Regions from separate parts of the Ovis aries genome. Here region 2 is linked to region 1. A link is a contact called in public Hi-C data. All regions are on one chromosome and are shown on one strand. The core of a region is the stretch at or near the end of the contact, and the rest is flanking DNA. Distances in the headings are between cores, read along the strand shown. Region 1 holds the start of TMEM116 (transmembrane protein 116). Region 2 holds the start of MAPKAPK5 (MAPK activated protein kinase 5).

Region 1 (4,711 bases), core at 793-3,292:
ATGAAGAGCAGCAACCAACCTTTCAAAGATTGAGCAAAGAATGTTCTAGTCACAAAGAACTGCAAGTACAAGGGCCTAAGGCAATAAGGAGCTAGGAATAGCCAGAGGACAGAGCACGGCAAGTGTGGTTGAAGCAGAGGGGGCAAAGAGGTGAATTGTTAAGGTTTGAGGAAAGGAGAGGGAAGCAGGGATCAGATCATGCAGGAATTCAGCTACTGTGTGAGTGGACTGAGAGGCTCCAGAGTGGAAATCTGCAGACTAGTGAGGAAACTACTTGAGATATAGCCTAGACTAGGGTGGTAGCTATAAAGATGGAAATACACTAATAGATGAGGAAATACTGCTACCATTAACAGTGCGAAGTTTCCCTCTAAGTCACATTTGGTCTGTGATGTTATCCCATATCCATGTTTGGGTGGTAGTGGGTTCCCTTTGCCAAGAAAGGCCCCCAAAGCAAAGGGTGCTGTGGGGGTGTGCCTGACAACCAACTGGTCATACCTACACTTTTGAATTTTTAAACTTTGCATTCAAAGAGCCACAGGTGCCAACTCCACAACAGGGAACCCTTTCAAAAATACTGAGTTCAACCAACTGAGACAGATTTAGAGCTCCACTTCTTGGTTTCACTTCCCAGCAATGGGTACAAGTTAAGAAAATAAAACGACTGGCTCTCTCTCAACACTCAGCTTGCCCATCACAATGGGCGAGATTAAAAAGGTGCCTGCTGCTGCTAAGTCGCTTCAGTCGTGTCCGACTCTGTGTGACCCCAGAGACGGCAGCCCACCAGGCTCCCCCGTCCCTGGGATTCTCCAGGCAAGAACACTGGAGTGGGTTGCCATTTCCTTCTCCAATGCATGAAAGTGAAAAGTGAAAGTGAAGTCACTCAGTTGTGTCCCACTCTTAGCGACCCCATGGACTGCAGCCTCCCAGGCTCCTCCGTCCATGGGATTTTCCAGGCAACAGTACTGGAGTGGGGTGCCATCGCCTTCTTCGAAAAAGGTGCCAGTGGGTGCAAAATTAGAGGACAGGGACTGCATTCAGCCTTCAACATTCCTAACGTCCATTTACCCAGGCCAAGACCCCAATTCTGTAAATATGGAGGCAGGGGTAGAGGCAAATCCTTCCATGTCTCGACCCGATTTTATCTGTCACCAGGCCCAAGACATTCACTACAGGGTGGACGAAACGAAACTTATTCTTAAAACCTGCACTTTTTAAGGAGACGCAGAATATCTATACAGTGGTTGCAATGGAAGCCAACGCGAGAGAGGCGCTGAAACGCAGGCTAACAAGCTGCGCTTGGAGCTTGGTGGCATCCGCCTCGCACCGCCCTCCGGTTCTCCAACTTGGGACTCAAGGATTGGATCTCGCCCGGCACCGCCCTCTTCCCTTAGGCGACTGGAAGGCTGCATCTCCGCAATACTTTAGCAAAAGAGGAAGCAAATGCAAATACTGCAAACGTGTTTGGGGACCCTAGATCGTATGCTCTATGGTCAGGATACGGTCTGGGCCCAGAGTCCATCAGTCCTACAGGACGGTGGGAAGTCCCCGGACCGTCGCCACAGACCACCTCCTGCCAGCTGTCAGTCCCCTGCGTCCCCTCAAGGGTGCGCGCTCCCTTGGGCGGTCTGGCTGCACCTGCGCGCTAGATTCCCGGCCCCTTTACCTTGTAGAAAGTGATTGTATCCAGGGGAAGGGCGCCCTTGGTGTGCAGGCCACTGCTGTCTTGCGGAGCGGAGAGGAGGAACAGGAGAAGTGGAAATAATGGGGAGAGAGAAGCGGCGCGGGGAATGGCGGCAGCCATAACGCCGGATTCTGGCAGTAGGTGCTGGGAAGGCTGCAGTGGAGGAAACGCCGAGCCAGGGACCACAAAGTTTAGGCGGGCAGGCTCGGGTGCGCGCACGTGTACAGCCCACCAGGCACACGCCAGCCTAGGCTGAGAGGGAGGAGCCACGCGAGGGGCGGGGAAATGGAGCTGCCGCGCGTGCGCACTCGGCGAAGTCCGCGCAGGTCGAGGGTGAGAGGGCGGGGCCGCGTAGGGGGGGAGGAGGACGGACGGCAGTGCCGGGGAGGCTGGGGGAGAGGATGAGGAAGCGGCGGCGGAGACGGAGAGTCTGCTGCGCACGCGTACTCTGCGAGGTTGGCCATCCACCTGGCCTTTTCCGCTCATCCTACGCCTGAGGCGCGGCCAGAAGCTGGTGTTTGGCGTGTCTGCAACTTTTCGTTTGCTGTCTCCTTTTTCGAAGGCGATGAGGCAGGCCTTCATTTGTTTCTGCCTCTAGCCCGTCAGGCAGTCGGCTGGGACCTCTTGCTACTTTGTTAGGCAGTATGACTGCAACAAACCCTCCGTCAGGTGGCCCAGAATTTTCCTCAGTCAGTCACAGTCCGCTCCCTCAGCCGCGACCGCAGTTGGACAGTGAGACTCAACTCTTCGTCAGTGTGGCGGTCAGGCCTTTCCTGCCGCTGCCCAAATCCGATATTAGGCCTGCTCTGTGGTTAGTGCCTCACCAGGGAGGCTCTGGGCTCCTATAAAAATAGGCTTCCTTGAAAGTTGACATGTGACATAGGTCTACCTATGTCCTAGGCGCTCTGAAAATTTTTTTGAAAGTTCTAGTAATTGTCTTCAACCGGTGTTTGTTCAGGGTAGTTTGCACCATATCCTGGTTTTGCCCGCGGGAATACAGAATGCAGAGCTGTGTACTGAACAGATTCACTGGTGGGAGATGGAGACACGGAAATAGCCTTATAACCATTATAATGTAATTGGTAGAAAATAAGACTGTTAATTTCGTGCAAACACAAATGGAGATTCAGTCAGCCAGGAGTGCCAAAGAAAGTTCTGGATGGGAAACCCTCTGGTGGCTGGGTCTTGAAAAAAGAGGTGTTTACAAGGCAAACACCAAAGAGTATTTCTAGCAAGAGGGAAAGTATAATGAATCTGTGGCGGTAAACGGGGATTGCGTTGTTAAGGGTCTTATCAAGATAAGAGGTTTGGAGCCACCAGAGCTTTTATCCAGGAGAGTGACTTAGATTTGCCGTCACTCAGCAATAAAGGGGGTGCATTGGAAGGCAGAAAGCTGAGGGCAGGGAAATTCATTGCAGTAGCTTGGTGGGAGAGACTAAGATCCTGTAATAGATCCTAACAGTAAAGATGAAAAGATGAGGATGGAATTGAGAAACTTTTATAGAGTAGAATTCACAAGACTTGATGAACAAATGGATGTGCTGATAAAAGAATAAGTTATATAACACATTATAAGGGGCTTAGCACCAGATTAACCATTGTGTTGTTGTATAGTCACTGAGTCACGTCCAACTCTTTTGCCACCCCAGAGACAGTAGCCCTCCAAGCTGCTCTGTCCGTGGGATTCTCCAGGCAAGAGTATAGGGGTGGGTAGCCATTTACTTCTCCAGGGGATCTTCTTAACCCAGGATCGAACCCCTCTGTGCTCCATCTCCTGCTTTGGCAGGTGGAGTCTTCTCATTGAGCCACCTGGGAAGCCTGGAGTAACCACTGCAGGTGTCCAATAAATGTGTGTATGTATATATGTATGTATAAGAGAGTCATCAAAGATAATAGCCAATCTTGGATGGCCAGTTTTGATAGAAATTTTGAGAGAACCCTCTGTATGTGTGTTGGGAAGGTTCAGAAACATTTTGAGTTTTCCCTGGTAAATTATTAAATAAAATGTGCCACATAGACAAATGAATAGAAGTTGGAGGAAGGGATAATTACTGTGAGGTGGTTTAAAAAGTCTTCGTGTAGGAGGTGGAAATGGAGTTAAGCCTTAGAAGAAAAAATGTTTTAGATGAAGAACAGATTAAAAAGGAGAAGTTGTAATGAGCAGGATGCTTTGGGGAATGACTGGCTTGGCTTGAAGGAGTTCTTGAAACAGAAAGTTAAGACAGTTTTAAGCTCAGTTAGGGGAGAATCTTGAAAATCAAATGCTGTTTTGTCCTGTAGTCAATGTGTGCTTGTGTGCTTAGTCACGTAGTCAAGTCTGACTCTTTGTGACCTCATGTCTGGTAGCCACCAGTCTCCTCTGTCCATGGAGATCCTCCAGGCAAAAAGACTGGAGTGGGTGGCATGCCCTCCTCCAGGGGATCTTCCCAACCCAGGGATCAAACCCAGGTCTCCCACACTGCAGGCAGATTCTTTATGTTTGAGCCACCAGGGAAGCCCCCTGTAGTCAATAAGGAGCTATTATCCACTTCTGAGTATATGAATGCCTAGAGTACATCTGTGGTAGTTAGTATGATTGATCAGGAGTGACTTTCTAGTCACGATTCACTTAGAAGTGGGTTTTGAAAAAAGTGAAAGAAGTGGCTTGGTTGGAGAGGAAAGGGAAACACTAGTACTTTTCCTATGAACTGCAAACATATAGTAATTGTATTAAGCTCCCTTTCTATAGTGCACTGGTCCCAGTTAGTTACCTCATGATATAATTAGATTTCTTGGCTTCAGGACCTTGACAACCATCATCTATACCAATAAGCCAAGTATAAGTCTCCATATTTAGGAAGTCATAAAATCCCAGTTGATGCTTGTGGAAAATCAAAAGGCTCACCCTGGGTATTGTATGGAGGTAGGAAGGAGGAGGTGGCAAGGCATGTTGGTTTAGTGAAATAAGAAGGAAGGAAAAGGACATGGTTTACTGAGACAACTAATATATAAATTCTCCCATCTTTTTTTCCTAACATCATCAAGCTG
Region 2 (5,186 bases), core at 616-3,115, 150 kb after region 1:
CGAACTGTGTCTTTTAAGCATAATCATCTGACAATGTTTATTAACTAACTCCACTATCTAGACAGAAGATCTACAAAAGAGGGACATCTAGTGCCCAAGACAGCACCTTGCACAAAGCAAATAATACTAGCTGAATTTAAAACCCTGCCAAATGCCTTTTGATTCACAACCCAATCGTATAACTTTAGGCAATTCATGATGCTGTACCAATGAAATCCAAACCGAAAGAAAAAATATATATATCCATCAAAGCAGTCTTTTGGATCTTTTAATTCTATCATTTAAAATCTGATCTTTCTTAATGTGTATGTTGTCTTGATGCCTCCTTTTAAAAGGTGAATTTTCTTTGAAATGACCGATGACTTCTATAAATTTTTAACCCCCAAAATTGTTAAAGTGGAAGTTCTTAATTAGTTATTGGTAGTAGTGATTGTGTCTTGATGGGGAAAATAACCCTGAGTTGCCTATCCCTCAAGGGAAAATGAAATTCCTAAATGCACAGATTTGACTTAGTACTGTAAAATAAGTAATACATATCAAACTTTAAGCTTCAGTGTTCAGTTTACATAAGAAACTTAATTTCCTCAATACAGCTGAATGGTAACTTTCTGACTCCTAGTGACTTACTGCCTCAATGTTCGCCTGTTTAAAAAAAAAAGTAAAAAGCGGGTTTTTTTTTTTCAAAATGTGTCATTTTATTTGGGCCACTTTGGAACACACATATTTGCTTTTTTTTTTTTTTTTTTTTGGTTAACAGAGCAGTACGTTACAGGAAACCATTAGCTCCTCCTAAATAAACTCAACGCCCCCCAGGAGAAGAAGGAAAAGGAAACAGGAAAAGGGGAGGAACCACACGGAAAAGTGAAAACAACCTATTTGCCAAAGGGCAGGTTTTGTAAGGTGAAGCACCTGCTGAAACTGCAGATTTCAAACAAATCTGGAGCGAGGGGTAAGATCCAACTCGTTGCAGCAGATCACCTGAAAACAAATTCTGATGGTACTCGGAGAGTGATCGAATAGAGAGTAGCAGGGCGCCCTACGTGCTACTCGCACCAAGTATAGCCACGCCACCCACCCTCCATCCTAGGGAAGTACAAATCACATCCCCGCTTTAAGCAGGTTAAGTCGGAGGGAGCCGGACGTCCCTCCCCTGCCCATTCCACAAACCCTTTGCCCTCAGCGCTGTAAAACGCAGTCCACGGAACCCAGAAGTTGGAACCCACGGAACTGAAAGCCAGAGTTGCTGGAATCTCTAAGTTCTCTCCGCTTTCTGAGGCTGAAGCCGAGAGGAATGCCAAAGAGACAAAGCGGGGAGGCATCTCCCCCAACTTACCTTGATGGCTTTCTCCATATCGCTCTCCTCCGACATGCTCCGCGGGGCCCGCAAGGCCGGGAGCAGCGGAGGCTGCGCAGCTGCCCGATCCCACCGCAGCCGGGGGAACAAGGGGCTCAGCGCTCGGGGCCCTGGGTCTCGGGGAGACGGGCAGCAGCCGCCCCCAGGGACCTGAGGGGACGAGGGCCCCGGCGCCGGCTCGGCTTCGGCAGGCGGCTCTAGGCTGGCGGCGGCAGCAGCAGCGGCCCCCGGGAACAAGTCTTTGTGCTGGGCCCCGCGCGGCCGCCTCCCGGCCTCATCCCCGGCCGGGGAGGCAGGCTCCCGGGGCAGGGCGAGGCGGGGAAGGCCCCGATCAGGGGCGCTGTGTCGGGGCCTCGCGGGGCCGCCGCTTAGGCCCGGGTTCGCCAGGTCCTGATGAGGAGCCTGCGCCTCCGCCTCCGCCGCCGGCACCGCCGCGAAGCCGAGGCCGAGCCCGCTGCCGCTGCTGCTGCTCCCGCTGCCGCTTCAGCACCACACATCGCCGGGACACCAGCGCCGGGCAGCCCGGCCGGCCGCCCGCCTGCCGGCGCTGTGCCCCGCCTGAGCTCCGGGCCGCCCCTCCTGTCGCCCGACTTCGTGTCCCCACGGCTCCACACGCCCGTCGGCGCGGTCCGCTGGGGTTTCCGAGCCGCCCCCGAACCAAGCAGTCGACTTGCAGGCATCCGCCAAGGCCTCCCCAAGGTGGCGCCACACCCAGGACAGGCCCCGGGGCCCTCCGCAGCGCTGGCGCCGAGCTGATGACGTAAAGGGGTCGCGGCCGGCGGGGCGGGGCTACGGGCCCTCACCAGCTGACTCTAGTGCCTGCGGGTGGCACTACAAACTAGTTTGTCTCTGCGCCGCGGGCAGGGCTTCTGGCGCGGGCTCTACCCTACGGAAAGATCCGGAGATAAACAACTAGTGATAGAGGCGCGGAAACTGAGGCTCCGGGCGGGTCCGGCGGTAACAAGAGTTCTATATATAATAATAGCAACAATAGTTGTATATATACGGTGCGTTTACTTTACGTGCGGCTCTTTTCTTCCATTAGTTTCTCTCCTCTTTATAAATAGGCATTTGGCCCTTTGAGCTAAGTGTGTTCTTGTTCCCTGTTAACAGGTGAGTTAACTGAGGCAGTCGGAGAGCAAAACTCATTTGCGCACAGCTGCGGACAGCTGAGAAGTGGTCAAGTCGGAACTGGAACGCAGGTTTGTGCTCCTTACTCTACCAACACAGATGACTTTTTTTTTTTTTTTTTTTAATGCTTGGCTCGAGAAAACAAGTAATCAACGAAAGCCGGACGCTAAAGCCTTTGCCTGTCAGCATCCCATCTGCGGACCAAATGCTGAACTGGGTGCAGGCCCTCCCTCCCTGCAGCCCCTAGGCCCCGGCAGCGGGGAGCAGCCTACAGCTCAGGGGGTCGGCCTGGGGGCTCTGGAACCAACTGTGCCGCAGGGGCCCCCCAGATCTCTGACCCCAAGGCTCGTTCCGCTCCGCTCTTCCTCGTTGTGTCGGCATTTAGGCTGGGTATCTTTCCCTTTCGGAAAGTGGAGTAGCCAGCAAGTTCAGGCTCCCATAGCTCCGTGGGAGAGAGGAGGGCCTCACCAGATGCGGCTGCTCTTCTGCCAAACCTCTCCTGGGCAAGGGGACGGGCGGCTAGGGGTGGGGAAGAAGGGTGGAGAGGCCAGGCTATACCAACAGCCTATCAGAACCTTGCAGGAGCATTTGGTTAATCACCTCTTGATGGTTCTTCATTTGTTCACTTATTTACTGAGCACCACTTGTGTGCCAGGCCTACTCGACCCTGGGGAAAAAGTAGAAAAAAAGACACAGTACCAGCACATGGATCTTTTTTTTTTTTTTGAGAGAGAGCGAGAAGCAGAAAGTAAAGAAAGAAAAGCATAGTTTGTGGATACTAAGAAAGTAAACAGAATGCTGAGTAAGAGAATTTAACTGGGTGTGGGAACTTTTCAAATAGAGGATCAGAAGAGGTCTCCCAGGTGGCAACCCTGATGCTGAGACCTCTGATAAATGAGAAGGAACTGTCTACTGGAGATCCAGGTCGCTTTCTGGGCAGATGGAACAGCAGTTGTAAAAGTCTTAAAGTAGAAGCTAGGTAAATGTGGTCAAGCAGCAGCACAATCATTGTAGCTGGAGCAGGGAGAGTAGGAGAGAATGGTAAAGGATGAGGTTGGAAAGGTGAAGAGGGTTGTATCATCTACACCAGCGGTCCCCAACCTCTGGAATCTGATGCCTGATCTGAGATGGAGCTGATATAATATTAGAAACAAAGTGCACAGGAAATGTAATGTGCTTGAACCATCCCGAAACCATCCCCTCTCCCCTACCCTGGTCCGTAGAAAAAATTCTTTCCTAGAAAGTGGTTCCTGGTGCCAAAAAGGTTGGGGACCGCTGATATACACCTTTAGGGGTCATGGTGAGAACTTTGGATTTTATTCTAAGCCACTAGAAGGTTTTAAACTAAAGAGGGGTCTGATCAAATTTATGTTTTTAAAGATAAGACTCTGCTGTATGGAGAATTAAATATGGACAAGTGAGTGGAGACGTGGATAGTTATTAAGAGGCTGTTGGAATAGCCCAGATTATTATGATGCTTGAACTAAGACAGTGGCCATAAAGTAGATTGGTTTATGATGTTTTGGAGGTGGAGTTGAAAGGACTTCCTGAAGAACTCCATGAGGAAGATGAGAATAAGAAACAAGTCAAGAATAATTTTCAGGACTTCCCTAGTGGTCCAGTAGCTAAGACTCTGAACTCCCAATACCGTGGGTCCGAGTTCAGTCCCTGGCCAGAGAACTAGATCCCACATGTGGCAACTAAGACCCAGGGCAGCCAAATAAAAGCAATAAAAATAAATACTTTAAAAAAAGAATAACTTTTAGGAGACCACCTTATGCAACTTGCATAGATGGTGGTGCCATTTGGTGAATGAAAGACTTGATGAGAGTGAGAAATCCAGAGTTCTTTTTTATCTGGTTAATTTGAGGTTCTTGAGGAATGTACCAGAGAAGTAGACACATAATGGGATATATTTTGCGGTGCAGACATAGTTGTCCTCTTTGTTGGCCATACGCCTACAGGACATTCCCCACACCCCATAAAGTCGGTATGGCCATGTGTCTATGCTCTCCCCCAAAGGAAAGTGAGCAGAAGAAGACGTGCACGTATCCAGGCCTGGCCTGGAAAATCTGTCAACAGATGCTCTCACTTACTCTGCCAGCTGGAAGATGATGACCAGGTTCTGGAGAAGGCAAGACTTTTAAGATGGAGGATATCTGGGTGGAAGAGAACTCTGCCCTGTTGACCTCAGCATCCTCTCAGGATTGTTATATAAAAGAAGAAGAAGAAGAAAAAAAATCTCTTATGTTGAGCTTTCATGTATTTACAGCTTTTTGTTACAGCAGCTTTGCCTGTTCTCTCTAACACAAATAAGAAAGTGATTCTGCAGTGAACTGTGGGAGAAAATTTTGAAATGACTTGGATTAACATTATCTATGACAGTTAGGAAATAGAAGGTGCCTTGGTTTCTTTGGTTCTTTCAGTTAGAATTTCCATGCTACACAGTAGAGATGCAGAGAGGAGGCCCAAGCCTTATGCACTCTGAGTCTCACAGCTAAACTCAACATCTGTCATCTGCACACACTGTCCCTCTATCTAGAAGCTTACTCTCCTTACTGAGCACACAGAGGCCAATTCCTACACGCTCTTCAACCACATTCTAAATATTAATTCATCAGAAAGACTGGGCCTCACCCTCGTGTGTTTGTGTGCTTAGTCACTGAGTTGTGCCCGATTCTTTGTGACTACTTGGACTGTA

What was found. Hi-C and Micro-C count contacts between places; a contact is called where the count stands out from the background.
Region 2: a contact with region 1 is called in a Hi-C map of liver, with 5 times the contacts expected there. The contact joins the promoter of MAPKAPK5 here to the promoter of TMEM116 in region 1. A contact is called at or near these places in 3 of 16 Hi-C or Micro-C datasets (blood, hypothalamus and liver).

What each region holds. Positions count from the first base shown.
Region 1 is chr17:62,283,632-62,288,342 of ARS-UI_Ramb_v3.0, forward strand. It overlaps TMEM116 (transmembrane protein 116), which reads left to right and starts at 2,043. Exons shown (of 11, transcript XM_027956606.3): 1 at 2,043-4,711. ERP29 (endoplasmic reticulum protein 29) reads right to left here and starts at 1,804. Exons shown (of 3, transcript NM_001126354.1): 1 at 1,667-1,804. The coding sequence starts at 1,804.
Region 2 is chr17:62,431,179-62,436,364 of ARS-UI_Ramb_v3.0, forward strand. MAPKAPK5 (MAPK activated protein kinase 5) reads right to left here and starts at 1,866. Exons shown (of 13, transcript XM_042234068.2): 1 at 1,334-1,866. The coding sequence starts at 1,369. It overlaps LOC105602913 (a long non-coding RNA gene), which reads left to right and starts at 2,159. Exons shown (of 11, transcript XR_009597052.1): 1 at 2,159-2,361; 2 at 2,468-2,556.